2 separate regions of the Salmo salar genome follow, and region 2 is linked to region 1. The links are chromatin contacts, called in public Hi-C maps. All regions are on one chromosome and are shown on one strand. Each heading gives the region's core, a stretch centred on a gene start, on an enhancer-like site or on the middle of the called end of the contact. The rest is flanking DNA. Distances are from core to core; before and after follow the strand shown. Region 1 holds the start of LOC123724006 (protein capicua homolog). Region 2 has its middle 22 kb from the start of LOC106588416.

What was found. Hi-C and Micro-C count contacts between places; a contact is called where the count stands out from the background.
Region 2: a contact with region 1 is called in a Hi-C map of muscle, with 7 times the contacts expected there. The contact joins the enhancer-like site here to the promoter of LOC123724006 in region 1. A contact is called at or near these places in 2 of 3 Hi-C or Micro-C datasets (gill and muscle).

The regions. Positions count from the first base shown.
Region 1 is chrssa27:9,935,797-9,943,151 of Ssal_v3.1, reverse strand. It overlaps LOC123724006 (protein capicua homolog), which reads left to right and starts at 3,756. Exons shown (of 2, transcript XM_045709806.1): 1 at 3,756-3,946; 2 at 7,063-7,355. The coding sequence starts at 7,234.
Region 2 is chrssa27:9,998,959-10,006,313 of Ssal_v3.1, reverse strand. No RefSeq gene overlaps it. Among protein-coding and RNA genes, the nearest start is that of LOC106588416, 22 kb to the right of the region's middle. Within about 2 kb of position 4,688, at least 2 of the 13 cell types and tissues checked have an H3K27ac peak or open chromatin away from gene starts, as enhancers often do. A contact at or near this core is called in muscle, where this site is marked.

The sequences.
Region 1 (7,355 bases), core at 2,507-5,006:
CAAGGGGGGGGGCGCCAACCCAGACAGGAAGACCACGTCAGTGACTCAACCCACTCAAGTGACGCACCCCTCCCATGGACGGCATGGAAGAACACCAGTAGGCCAGTGACTCAGCCCCTGTAAAAGGGTTAGAGGCAGAGAATCCCAGTGGAAAGAGGGGAACCGGCAAGGCAGAGACAGCAAGGGCGGTTCGTTGCTCCAGCCTTTCCGTTCACCTTCACACTCCTGGGCCAGACTATACTTAATCATAGGACCTACTGAAGAGATAAGTCTTCAGTAAAGACTTAAAGGTTGAGACTGAGTCTGCGTCTCTCACATTGGTAGGCAGACCATTCCATAAAAATGGAGCTCTATAGGAGAAAGCCCTACCTCCAGCCGTTTGCTTAGAAATTCTAGGGACAATTAGGAGGCCTGCGTCTTGTGACCGTAGCGTACGTGTAGGTATGTACGGCAGGACCAAATCGGAAAGATAGGTAGGAGCAAGCCCATGTAATGCTTTGTAGGTTAGCAGTAAAACCTTGAAATCAGCCCTTGCCTTAACAGGAAGCCAGTGTAGGGAGGCTAGCACTGGAGTAATATGATCAAATTCTTTGGTTCTAGTCAGGATTCTAGCAGCCGTATTTAGCACTAACTGAAGTTTATTTAGTGCTTTATCCGGGTAGCCGGAAAGTAGAGCATTGCAGTAGTCCAGCCTAGAAGTAACAAAAGCATGGATTAATTTTTCTGCGTCATTTTTGTACAGAAAATTTCAGATTTTTGCAATGTTACGTAGATGGAAAAAAGCTGTCCTTGAAACAGTCTTGATATGTTCTTCAAAAGAGAGATCAGGGTCCAGAGTAACGCCGAGGTCCTTCACAGTTTTATTTGAGACGACTGTACAACCATCCAGATTAATTGTCAGATTCAACAGAAGATCTCTTTGTTTCTTGGGACCTAGAACAAGCATCTCTGTTTTGTCCGAGTTTAAAAGTAGAAAGTTTGCAGCCATCCACTTCTTTATGTCTGAAACACAGGCTTCTAGCGAGGGCAATTTTGGGGCTTCACCATGTTTCATTGAAATGTACAGCTGTGTGTCGTCCGCATAGCAGTGAAATTTAACATTATGTTTTCGAATAACATCCCCAAGAGGTAAAATATATAGTGAAAACAATAGTGGTCCTAAAACGGAACCTTGAGGAACACCGAAATTTACAATTGATTTGTCAGAGGACAAACCATTCACAGAGACAAACTGATATCTTTCCGACAGATAAGATCTAAACCAGGCTTCAGACGGTATGCATCTATAGAACTCCAGCCTATTGCATTATGGGTTACATAGTGTACACTTGTCCTTGCCTTTGTTTACATCACATATTGTTCTCTGCTATTTTTTGAAGCTACCTCCATTATAATCATTTTCTGAACAAAAGGGGATGGTTACATGGACCCAAGGTAAGCCTAACCTTGGAGTACAAAGCATGTTCAATGTACAGTTTACAGTGAAAGTACTTTTATTCCAGGGTCCTTGCAACCAATTGGAGACATAGACTGCATCAAGCCCCTTTTGTAAACAGAAACTCAAAGCCCAAGAGCTACTGTGTGCGTGAGAGCATACTTGTGTGCAGCAGTATGCTTCCGTGTGTGTGTGTGTGTGTGTGTTTGTGTATTTAGGGAGAGAGATTGGCCTGGACAGCATGTGAGCCAGATCCCTGTAATCGGGATTCATTACCAGTGTGTCATGTGAATGGGAGAGCTACTTTTCTAACCTGGCCAGACTCACCACTTGAACTCTGCCCATAGTAGCAGCGTTGCATGTTAGTACATGTTTACTGTATGCTATCTCCTCTCTGTCCATGCAGATGTCCTCAGTGAGTCAGTGTCACAGAGGGATTGAGCTTTCCCACATAGCTATGCGTTTATGTAATGTGGATATAGGATTTTTGCTTTCCTACATGTAGTATTTATCATGCTCCTAAAAGGGCTCTGAGAGAAGAACAGGATTAGGAGTAATGGGTTATGATGCAGCTATAATGCATTGTAAGACTTGTCATGCCCACGCATAGTCCCCTTATAAAGCCTTATAATCATCACATAATGATTTTGACAAATTGCTTTTTAGAATGATTTGAAAATAGTATGAAATAATATAAGCCTTATTATAAGTCATTGTATTGTTTTTGTTCAGAGTTATAGACCTTTATACCAGCAGGCTTTACTGTAGGCTAAATGTTACCAGATTACTCAACGAGCTCATTCAAAAACGAGAGATTCTGTATGATGTTTGCATCTCTATGTCGCCGGTTTATGAAATCCTTTCTCAAAGTTACTTCTCTCATATTCTGTTGTCCTACATTTCTGATGATGCGTAGACACTGTGAATGAACACAGACTGCTGAGAGACTGCAGTGCTCTACCCATCAAGGCGTGGAACTGTGTGTGTGTGTGTGTGTGTGTGTGTGTGTGTGTGCGTGCACGTATAGCGTGTGTGTGTGCGCGCATGTGCAGTATGTGTGTATGAGCCTGGTATGTAGGCCTATGAATGCGCATATATGTGTATGAGCTTGACATGTGTGTATGCGCGTCCATGCATGCACGTATGTGTGTATGAACCTGCTCTGTGTGTGCGCGTGTGTGTGTGTGTGTGTGTGCACTTCCACGCACAAAGGTTACGAACCACCCTAACATGTTATAACTACATGGTATGTGCGTGACAAACATACTTCATTGCCGCAGTAAGCAGAACTATACTGTTGACCAAAACCAGTCCGCTCACCATCTGTACATGCAGGGAACAGTGCACGGTGTGTTGCACTGCTACAAACCAATCCATACGAACATGATACCCATCATCATTATGAAATGTTATAGAGGAATATATATGGCTCATTCCCTTAGGAACAGTAATCCTAGGTTTAGACTCATTTACTCTGGACCCTTCCTGTTTGGCTCAGCTGATGGCAACAAGCATGATGACCTCATCACAGTACTTGGTCATTGGCCTAGAGACCCTGTATCATTTGGCCAATCGTAGATTGATTTGGTGACGTTAGCTTTATAGTCAACCGTTGGATGGGGAGGCGGGACAAAGCGCGCACTGACGTCAACGATAGTATATAGAGCGCTGTGATTGGCTAGATTGGCTAATGTAAAGGAGAAGAATGAAAATATCAAAGGATACAATAGGGAAAAAACGATGGATAAAAAACGTATATTCGAAATAAATAACAGAAATTGACATTCATAATGTCTAGGTTTTCGATGTCACTTGCGTGAGCGCATTGATTAGCGAAAATAAACCGCTCTAAACTTTTTTCTATCCCATTCCCCTCCCCATTTACTTGCTGGTTGAACGTCACTTGCCTCTTCTATACTGGTCATGTAAGCTACAGGTTAAATGTATTATTATTTTTTACAACAGATGTCCTTATATTACCACAACTGCAAAACCGAGCGTTAAAGAACATCAGGTCCCAAATTCCAATTTTTATAGGACCGTTATCTCCTCTGTGTGCGTTTGTAGACTGGTGAAGAGAGTTATTTTTATTCCATTCGCCCGCCTACTCCCTGTCAGCAGACCTCCCCTAAAGCACTATTGGATGCCGCAGCCCTGTCATAAACAGCTGTTTGGTGTTTTGCCACAGCACGATTCGACTAAACACGGTGTCAATCAAATACACATTGCCATGTAGTTCCTTGGATTCGTGAAATCTACTGGCTACTGTACTCAAATGTGTCCTCTGATTGGCTACATGGACTAGTGTCAAGGCTTTGGGCTTCATTCACCATTTTGCGACTGTAGAGTAGAATGTACAGAGCAGTCAGTAGTTTTTCCTCCTTTAAGTTGCTTTACAGAAGAAAGATAATGTGACAGTCTGTTAAATGTCAACCCTGGATTTCCGACTATAGGCCTACTAACGATTCCCCTACTGACTCGATAAATATCTGCATTGAAAATAATTTTGTGGTGAGTAAAACCTACAAATCTTTCTTCTGCAGCACTGCAGTAGCCTGTTTTGCTTTGTCGACCTGCTACGTTGTAGACGTTGCCAATAATAAGCACCCTTTGTAACTACTAATACAAATATATTTTCATTTTTTATAATACTCCACGGAGAGAAGTAAAGAGGGGATTGGATGCCACACTTCATGAAAAGGGAGCGGTGCGGGTGGATTGTCAGCCTAAAACTTTTCCCCCAGAAAATATTCAACGCCATAACTGCCATTATAAGACTGAGACTTCCTAGAAGTGTTTTTCTTAGGTCGCGATTGAAAGCAAACATTGAAGCGATCTGCATCACCTACATAGTTATTCGCTTTATTAACTCTACATAGGCTACTATTCGTGATACAAAATGTCTATTTGAATCTGTCCTTCGCCTGCAGGCTTGTGGGCCGCGTTTCTACGTTGTGTCCACATTTTTTTTTTTAAACTTTTTATTGTAACTTAATGTACAATGTTGCAGTTTGCACTCGCCGGTAAATTACTTTCTAAGTTGCATCCAGTAATGTCGACATTTTACAACGGTTGTCACGAATGAATTCGCAGCATAATTACTTTGGCTGCCCGTCGCACGATGTAACGTTAATGACATATTGTTAGATTGATTTAAGTAAAGCCTAAATCTGTTTGGAATACCTTTCGATGAGTTGTTCCACAGCACCATATTTTGGAATGCCGGGCCTTTTTTAACTGTTTAAATTCCCCGTGTTAAATGTTGCACGAAGAAGATTTTTCTAAGCGGCCTTGTGTTGTTAGACCTGCGTCACTGGACTTCACGGCCCTGTTGTGTAGTAAGCTGGTTGTGTAGTAAGCTGATAGTAATCGCAAAGCGCTACGACCAATAAGAGGGGTTGACACATATACGGTAACGTTACTTATTCAGCGAAACTAACAGTGACGCCATTCTCGCGTTCGTTTCGCATTTGACATCGCTTCGGTTTTAGGGTTGTAGTTTGTTTTCGATCTATTTTCAGCCGAAGTGCTTTGGTAGGTAGGCCCTACGTGAAGTTTGTCAGTTATCCGGTAAGTTCCGCTATCAGTGCAACATTCTCCAGTAGTTATCATCGTTTTATAGTTATGTGTCGATGAATCGAAATTGTAGAGGTGTAAATTCACCCCACTGTGCACACACTGGTTGAATCAACGTTTTTTTTTATTCTCCCCCACGTCGTTTAAATGAAATTACGTTTAACCAACGTAGACTATACGTTGAATTGACGTCTGTGCACATTGGGATGTTATGTGAATATTGATTTTTCATTATGGTCACATAGGATATTACCACAAGTTCTCCAATGGTGACAAATGGCAAAGCTATAACATGGTAATAGTTCAGCATGCTAAGTTTCTACAGCATAGATATGAGCAACATATATATATTTTTTTAACCTTTATTTAACTAGACAAATCTGTTAAGAACAAATTCTTATTTACAATGACGGCCTACACCGGCCAAACCCAGGACGACGCTGGGTCATTTGTGCGAGTCCCTATGGGACTCACAATCACGGCCGGTTGTGATATAGCCTGGTGTCTGTAGCGATGCCTCTAGCACCAGAGATGCTGTGTCTTAGACAGCTGTGCCACTCTGGAGCCCGAGTGAACCTTGACGGAACAGAAGATTGAACATTGACGCAATATTGATAAATGGATAAGGCTCATACATTTAGAAGGGAAATGCGTTGTACCTTCATTTATCGAAATTGTTTTAATTATGACACTCACCCACATACTTGCCGGTGTGCACTATTGAGTAAACAATGTGCACACTTCTAACTTGAAAAAAAGCGAGGCAACAAATGACATTGTGATGACAGTTCTTTGGACGCAATCTCAAGTCTCCCAAATATAATTTGTTTAACACAGGTACTGGGTTGTAACTGTGTGTATTATCAAACAGCAGTTTACGTGGAGTGTGGTCACAACAATACAGGTCTGTAGTTTCTCATTACAAGTAGATAGGTACCTTGGAGTTCTGTAGAGCTAAATGAATGAAATTACTAGACGTACATGACATTGTAAGAACCTAATATTCAATAAATATCATCATTTCTCCATGACATGTAGCATTAAATCCCAACGTGATAAAAGCAAACTCATACGCCACAATATCATTTTGTCTAGACTTTGATGTTTGTCTTTGGTCCTGCTTTGTTAGAGGATTGTTAGGCCTACAACACATGGCGCTGCCTGTTCCAATGGAAAACCCAAACCAAACCTGTTGGTTTTCAGTTTGTTTCTGTCATCAACATTTGTCAGCGTTCGAGCGACATAGATGTTTTCCCTGGCAGTGAAAAATGCCTCTAAATGAGAGAGTGGTTGTTGGTATGAAATCTAAGGAGAAAGAGAGGGCTAAAGACAGAGGATAACGAAGCAGCAGGAAGTTAGGTAATGGTCCATAACAGGAAGTGTGGATTGTAAGGGCGGATTGGTTCAGCTACGAAATAGATGAAGGTCACCACCGAGAACCAGAGAGAGAGAAAGAACGAGTGAGTAAGAGAAAGAGAGAAATGCGAGTGAACAAGAAGGAATTCCCCCTCCTCAACTGTCATAGCCAAGAAACCAGAGAGAGAGATAGAGAGAGTGTGCGTGTGTGGGTGCAGACTTGTCTGGACAAGCACTTCCAAATGTGCTCGCCACTATTCTGCTATATTGTTCTATTACTTACCACACTATGGCACACACACACAATCCATGTCTCAGTTGTCTCAAGACTTAAAGCTTTCACCTGGATTCATGTGGTCAGTCTATGTAATGGAAAGAGCAGTTTTGCCTAATATTTTGTACACTCAGTGAAATTCATGTGAAATGATTTTGTAATAAAATGGTAATACCCATTACTTCTTGAGTAGAATGATACATCACTCATATCATTAATGAATGCATTACCAAGGACACAAAATACATGGTTTTATAGAATAGGTCTGTATTCGAAATGATTTGGAAAAACTGGGCCCAGTTTTTCTTTGACAGTCACTTCTCCCCACCGCTACCTTAGCTGGTGAATAGGCTTTGTATAATGTCACAATGCATTCACCACATGAATAATCCATCCCTTGTTACGCTCTGCTCTGTTTCAGGGTCTGGAATAAGGTGGAAAGAGCTGGAGAAACAGAAAGAGGAAAGGGCGGGAGAAGAGAGAGAGAGGAGCTGGAAGAGCAGGGAAATAGAGGGAGGAGAGAGGAACAAAGATTCTGGACTCTGGAAAAATTAAGCCACTGTAAATAGTCAAGAAAACTCCCAATGCAGAGATGAAGCCGATTAAAAAACAAGGAAGGCGCTCGCCCCCGTCGACCCGAGCCAAAGGGGGGAAGAGACGGGGGACGGGGGACAGTGGAGAGAAAAGAGACTCGGACGAGAACAGAGACCGATC
Region 2 (7,355 bases), core at 3,439-5,938, 62 kb before region 1:
CGAGCATTAGTGAGGTCCGGCACTGATGTTGGGCAATTACGCCTGGCTCACAATCTGCGTTTCTATTCATCCCAAAGGTGTTCGATGGGGTTGAGGTTAGGGCTCTGTGCAGCCCAGTCAAGTTCTTCCACACCAATCTCGACAAACCATTTCTGTATGGACCTTGCTTTGTGAACGGGAGCATTGTCATGCTGAAACAAGAAAGGGCCTTCCCCAAACTGTTGCCACAAAGTTGGAAGCACAGTATCGTCTAGAATGTCATTGTACAGTATGCTGTAGCGTTAAGATTTCCCTTCACTGGAACTAAGGGGCCTAGCACCGAACCATGGAAAACAGCCTCAGACCATTATTCCTCCTCCACCAAACTTTACAGTTAGCACTATGCCTTGGGGTAGGAAGTGTTCTCTTGGTTAACCGCCAAACCCAGATTCGTCCATCAGACTGCCAAATGGTGATGTGTGATTCGTCACGCCAGAGAAAGTGTTTCCACTGCTCCAGATTCCAATGATGGCAAGCTTTACACCACTCCAGCCGATGCTTGGCATTGCGCATGTTGATCATAGGCTTGTGTGTAGATGCTCGGCCATTAAGCTCCCGATGAAGCTCCCGACAAACCGTTCTTGTGCTGACGTTGCTTCCAGAGGCAGTGTGGAACTCTGTAGTGAGTTGTGCGCTTCAGCACTCGGTGGTCCCGTTCTGTGTGCTTGTGTGCCTACCACTTTGCGGCTGAGCCGTTGTTGCTCCTAGATGTTTCCACTTCACAATAACAGTACTTACAATTGACTGGGGCAGCTCTAGCAGGGCAGAAATGTGAAAAACTGACTTGTTGGAAAGGTGGCATCCTATGACGGTGCCACGTTGAAAGTCACTGAGCTCTTCAGTAAGGCCATTCTACTGCCAATGTTTGTCTATGGAGATTGCATGGCTGTGTGCTCGATTTTCTACACCTATCAGCAACAGGTGTGGCTGAAATAGCCGAATCCACTAATTTGAAGGGGTGTCCACATACTTTGTGTGTGTGATATATATATATATATATATATATATATATATATATATATATATATATATATATATATATATAAATAAATAAAATCAGTGCCGTTTAAGATGAGGGAGGACAATTTGTTTTCATGAACATGGCCTTATTTCTATTACATTGGATGACTGTCATTCATATTGCATTCACTCAGTTCAATGTAACATGGATAGGTTTAGGCTACTACAGGATACTCAAATTTTCCCTAAACCCATCATGAGGTTGCTACAAACTAGCCTATGAATGAAAGTTTACAACGTAGGTGCACACAGGTTGAGAGACAAATTTGAGGTGACAGACAGTGACACATGGACTGATGGTGACATTCAATACTACCTTGCACACTCTTGCCTGCATCTAGCTGATTTATTGTGTAATCATTGGTCCAACAGTTGCAAACAATAATTTCTATTGGACAAATTCAGGTATGTTTATTCTCGTTTTGTCCCGTTTAGGAAACATTTTTCAACAGAATCAGCAGAATAAATACATCCCTGATCACGCATAAACACAGTTCACTTCCATAGTAGTCAAGTTGTATTCCTTCTCGCATCTATACGCTCTCATCTCTTCCCATTGCTTGTGGACTTCAATGCACTTCACATCAGCTGTATGTCAACGAGTGAAGAAACCTCTCCAAGCCTAACCGCTACACACAGCCTACATCATTGTCACCATATTTTCTAAAGTAACGTCATAGTCAGCATAGCTAATAGAATTAATGCATTAGTAAACCGGCTACACACATGCAGTAATGTTACAGTGTATAGTCAGTAAGCAGTTACACCGGCAGGCCCAGGTGGCAATAAATGAGTAAAACCAAAAACTTACCTTGAGTTCCAGTGTTGTGTTGGATAGTCATAGCCAGCTAGCTAACATAGCATCCCTCTGTAGGCTGAACCAGTTAGCTGCTTTTTCTAGCTAAGTAAGTGAAACTGAAAGTGAGAAGAAAAAAATAAAGAAATCTCTCTCACTCTATTTCTCAAAACTCTTCAACTATTGTCTTTCTCTCTCTTTGAGTCAACTACTCACCACATTTTATGCACTGCAGTGCTAGCTAGCTGTAGCTTATGCTATCAGTACTAAATTTGTTATCTGATCCTTTGATTGGGTGGACAACATGTTAGTTCATGCTGCAAGAGCTCTGATAGGTTGGAGGACATCCTTTGGAAGTTGTCATTATTACTGTGTAAGTCTATGGAAGGGGGTGAGAACCATGAGCCTCCTAGGTTTCGTATTGAAGTCAATGTACCCAGAGGAGGATGGAAGCTAGCTGTCCTCCGGCTACACCATGGTGCTACCCTACAGAGTGCTGTTGAGGATCCTGTAGACCTTCATTGCAAAACAGTGTGTTTAAATACATTTTTTGGTGACGTGATTATATTTAATATAGTTTTATCTAAAAAGGATAACTTTTGTAATGTTTTAAAACATTTATTTTTATGAAATTCACTGAGAAGGATGGTCCTCCCCTTCCTCCTCTGTGTAGCCTCCATGTATGTATATATACTTTTAACCTCTTTCCACTGCAGTCATGAACGCTATTGTTACTTTATTTTGAAATAGGTGTAAGTTATTCAGTTCTAATTTTATAATATCATCATGATGAACCCGAACTCAGCTATAGTATGCTATACCTACACTGTGGTTTAGAGTTTGGTCAGACTTTGTGCAGTCTTTCTAGTAAATTAGTGGGTGGCATAGTGTTTTTCAGTTTTAATCGAGGATATCGTGGATCGTCTGGAATTGATATGGAATACTCATCCTACATGATGGATACATTCATTCATTGAGATTAGACTGTTGCTGCTTCCCAGAATCATGGAAGCAGCCTTACGGCTCCCACATGACATGAATTGGAAAATATCATCCTTCTTTTCAGTATATGACAATAATAGGGGTAGAGCCCACAGTGGGAGATTACCAGGTAACCAAAACCAAACAGACTTGCGTCATCTTAATCGAGTGACAAATCTCACTTTAAATCATCCTTTCACAAGACTGCGTAGTGTCTGTCTGAGAGTTACTGCGGGTAACAAACTCCTGATGCTTTTAGTCTAGTGTGGTGAATGGTAACAAAATCCTGATGCTTTTGGTCTGGTGTGGTGAATGGTAACAAAATCCTGATGCGTTTGGTATGGTGTGGTGGATCTGGGTGGCCTAGTAGTGTAGGAGGGGGGGGGAGAACCGATGAGGGATCTTTCCAGTCAGTCCCAGTCCTTCTTCCTCTCTTCTGGGAAGTCTTGTTTATCCTACATGTGTTAACCGAGGAATCCATCAAGGGCTAGAAACGAATGGAGAACCTGCCAGGCTGTTGCAGAGGGCGTCTGTGTGTGTTGGGCATTCACACACGTTCCACTGCCTAGTGAGGTGAGAAAGCCCCCCCCCCCATAATACACAGTTGAGGCTATTGGCTATTTCTCTCCTAATGTTTATTGCCAGTGTGTCTCAAATTCACCAACAGACACCACATAGACTGGTGTGGGCTTAGTGAAATGCCACATTCATGCCCACACTGGCCCATTTAAATGTATAATGGAGCGTGGCATGGCCCAACACATTCTATGTTGTTGTTGGCAATTGCTATGACGTTTGATATATTGGGCTACTAATAAGAGCCACCACTAGATGGACACCTACACAAGAATGAGAAAACATGCTTTGAGAAGGCCTGGCTGAGCCACGTGTAGGAACAGCCAATCATGGCACCCATGTACTGCTGCCGATTTAACATATACAAAAGCGTTTTTCATGTATGATTTTGAAGGGGACCTAATTCAAAAGGTACCCTTGCTGAGTCTTTTATTCAGACCAATATAGAACGGAGTATAAAACGTTCCCTTGAAAATCAGAGCAGGGCCTTCAGACTGACAAAGAAAACAAATGTACTGGAAGTTGAGTACTTTGCATTCCTGACTTGAGAATAACTGGTAGCGTCAACCTGTACAGACGCGTCATGCAGGTTTAAGCTCATTTGAATACATATTTGAATTAGAGGTCAACACAAGTGGTTGTGCAGGTAACACTGTGTACTGAGGAGGAACAATTCACTTCTTTAAATGTTATGCCTAAACGTGCAAATTAGTACGGTTTGGTTCGATTCTGACGTGAATAAGAAAGGGCCCATTTACTTTTTTCCTGTTTGAAAGATATCCTGCAGCTGCATGATAAATGCCATATACTGGTAAGTGTATTCCGGTGGGAACTAACAGAGGATTTCCACTGTGTTAATGGATGAATCACAAGTTTATGTGTAGGAAGTTTCATTGTGATAATGAATGAATCACATGCAGAGGACCTGTATTGACCTGTAGTCTACTTCATTTCTGCCTGTCACAATAACTATCACAACAAATACCACTGTAATCATTTACACAGTTGAGTCAGTTAGTTACAGAGAAGACTTCCTCTCTAACATGACCTGACCAGAATAAAACAAAATAAGACTGCTACACTTCCAGGAAAAGCTCAGGGCCCTAGTATAAACTACCGCTATAACTATCCTCCTGATTCTTTCCTGATCAGGACGATCACCTTTGGGCCCTAGGATGAGCTGCTGTATGTCTTTTGACGACTGCCACCCTCTCCATGTGTCATCTCTTGTAGACATGCGTAGTCCCAGATGACGCAACTGTCTGTCTGCTTCAGTGTGTGACCACACACGGTTGAGATTGGCGCTCGCCTCTGGACCGCCGGCTGGCTGGTTCTCCGCTCAGCAGTCCTGGCACCCTGTGCCAACCGCCATGCTTATTTTCCTTATGTGCCCAAAGGGAGCCATCGCATGTAGACTCCACCCTAGCCGAAAAGCGACAAAACCTCCCAGAGCTGCAATTTAAGGTTGAGGCAGAAGTTTCTGTTCCCCAGTCCAGGTTTTTCATCCTATGTAAATAGTGGGTGTGTTGAAATTCAGTCTGATTTCAGACCTAGTTTACAGAAAGCAAGAGATGGCAGGCGTAAAAGACAGACAACGATAGAGTAAGGGTAGAGAGAGAGGGTAGAGAAAGAGTGAGGGCAGAGAGAGAGAGAGAGAAGTGGGAAGTGGTGTGCATGTTGCCAATCGGAATAGGAAGGGGAAGTTCCTCGGTGAGACACAGGAGACCCTGTCCTCGCATACACACTGAACTCAATATAGACTGACATCGTTCCACACATACCTCTGACTTCTGCCTCTCTCACTCTCCCTCCCCCTGTCTCCAGCCCTCTCACACTGTCATATACACACACACACTTTCCCGTAACTTATTTCCCCCACTCTCCCTTCCTATTAGGCCTGTAAACTTTCCCTCTCCCATACTGTTAACCTCCCCTCCTCTTGCTTTTCTCCCTCGATCTCTCTCTCTCTCTCTCTCTCTCTCACTCTCTCTACTTCTGTACATTATAGATTTGGCGCACAGATGGAAAAATAGGTCAACTATCTCACATTCCTCTCCGCAGTTTCTCTTCCTCAAGGATTCACTGTGGCCTCTCTCTCACTCTCTCTTTGAGGTTCCACAATACTTTATTTAAACTTCATTGGGAGGTTACGTGTTTTAGTTATTTTATATGTGTGCCGCTTTAGAAATGCTCACTATAGCCAAACAATTTGAATAGAAATTGGAATTATACGCATAGAGCAGCTTCACAGAGACGTTTTGTTTGCATTGTGCCGATATTGTGCATTTTAGAATTTCTAAAATGTAATGGTGGGCTAGAAATTCATTTGTGAAACTATCCGATTTCCTCCCATGAACTTCCAACAGTCTAATAACGGGATCATTTGAGGGCCTTTCTTGCCCCTCTGTCTTTGTATTCTCCTTCTAGAATCTTTGTTTGCCTTTGTTTGCCTTTTCATAAACCCCTCTCTCCCCCTCCTGAACCATCCCCTTTATAACCTCCCCTGCCTCTTCCGCCCCCGGCTGTTATCTTCCATGGCCTCATCATCCCCTCTTCTTCCATTTCGGTCCCCTCTTTCCCCAGTGCAAGAGCGTAGTAATCCCATTACACATGTGTGAATACCAGCTGGGAGAGAGAGGGAAGGAGCGGGCAGAGAGGAGAAAATGAACAGTGTGTGTGTCTATATAGTACGCGTGTCTATGTCTCCACTTTCCCCAGTCTAAAGTATGTAATCTAATGTTGGAAGTATTTCAGTGCTGGTAAGAGGCGACAGGGCACAGGCAGGCACAGTAGAGGTTAGCTTGGGGAGGGTTTGTAAGGTGAGGACGCCAGACAGACCCAATGTGTTTCCTGAAGAGTTCAAGCGCCAAGAAAATAAACAAGCCTTTTGATCACAAAGGCCCCATTCACTCCGTCTCCCTCTCTCGCTCTCTGCTTCTCCCCCTCCCCCCACCGTTCTAGGCCTTCCACTTACCCTCGCTACTCTCGCCATTAAATCTCCACTTTCCCTCTCTCCCCCTGACCCTCCTCTTTCTTAATCCCCGTTCCTCCTTTAAAACCCTTCCTCCCTCTCTTCCCTCCATCTCACCCCTCTTGTCCTAAGGAGCTGTGCCTCAGCTGTGTGTCTGTCACTTGTATGACTTGAGGGCCTCAGTTCATATTGTCTTTGGGCTTTGAAAAAGCCTCGAAGATATGTGGGCCCCTATCATCTCGTGGGGGGAGGAGAGCTGTAGAGTGTTGAGGAGACTGTGACACTGAAAATATCTTCATCGTCATAACATCATTGACACTCAAATGGTAGTGAGTGACAAATGCCATCCTCACTTAACTCTCCTTCATCCCCCACTCAATGGCTCTTTAGTGTCTGTCTATTTGTTTTTTTAAATGAATGCAGATGTATTGGTGCGAATTGGTCTCTCCCCGTATCAGTGTCGGCACTTGTGTGTTCTGTTGTTCATTGTGATTCCCTCAGCACCACTTAGGAAAGAAATAGAGATTTCCTCATTACAATACTGTGGTTGAAAATAATTAATTTGATGTAACCTCTGGTCAGATTATAAAACCTTAGCCAATCATCATGTTGCTTACCCTATTTTTCAAATCTCACAATGTGGATAGGCTAACATTGATTAACCGCTATGAACTATTTTGTTGTGTTACAGCCTGAATTTAAAATGGATTAAAAAAAGATGTGTCACTTGCGCCGAGTACAACAGGTGTAGACCTTACAGTGAAATGCTTACTTACAAGCCCTTAACCAACAATGCAGTTTTAAGAAAAATAAGTGTTTACTAAAGTATTTACTAAAATGGTGACTTTAAAACAGTTACAAAGTTTAATGGCTGTGATAGGAGAAAACTGAGGATGGATCAACAACATTGTCAATTCTAGGTCCTCCACAATACTAACCTAAATGAAAGAGTGAAAATAATAAAAAATATTC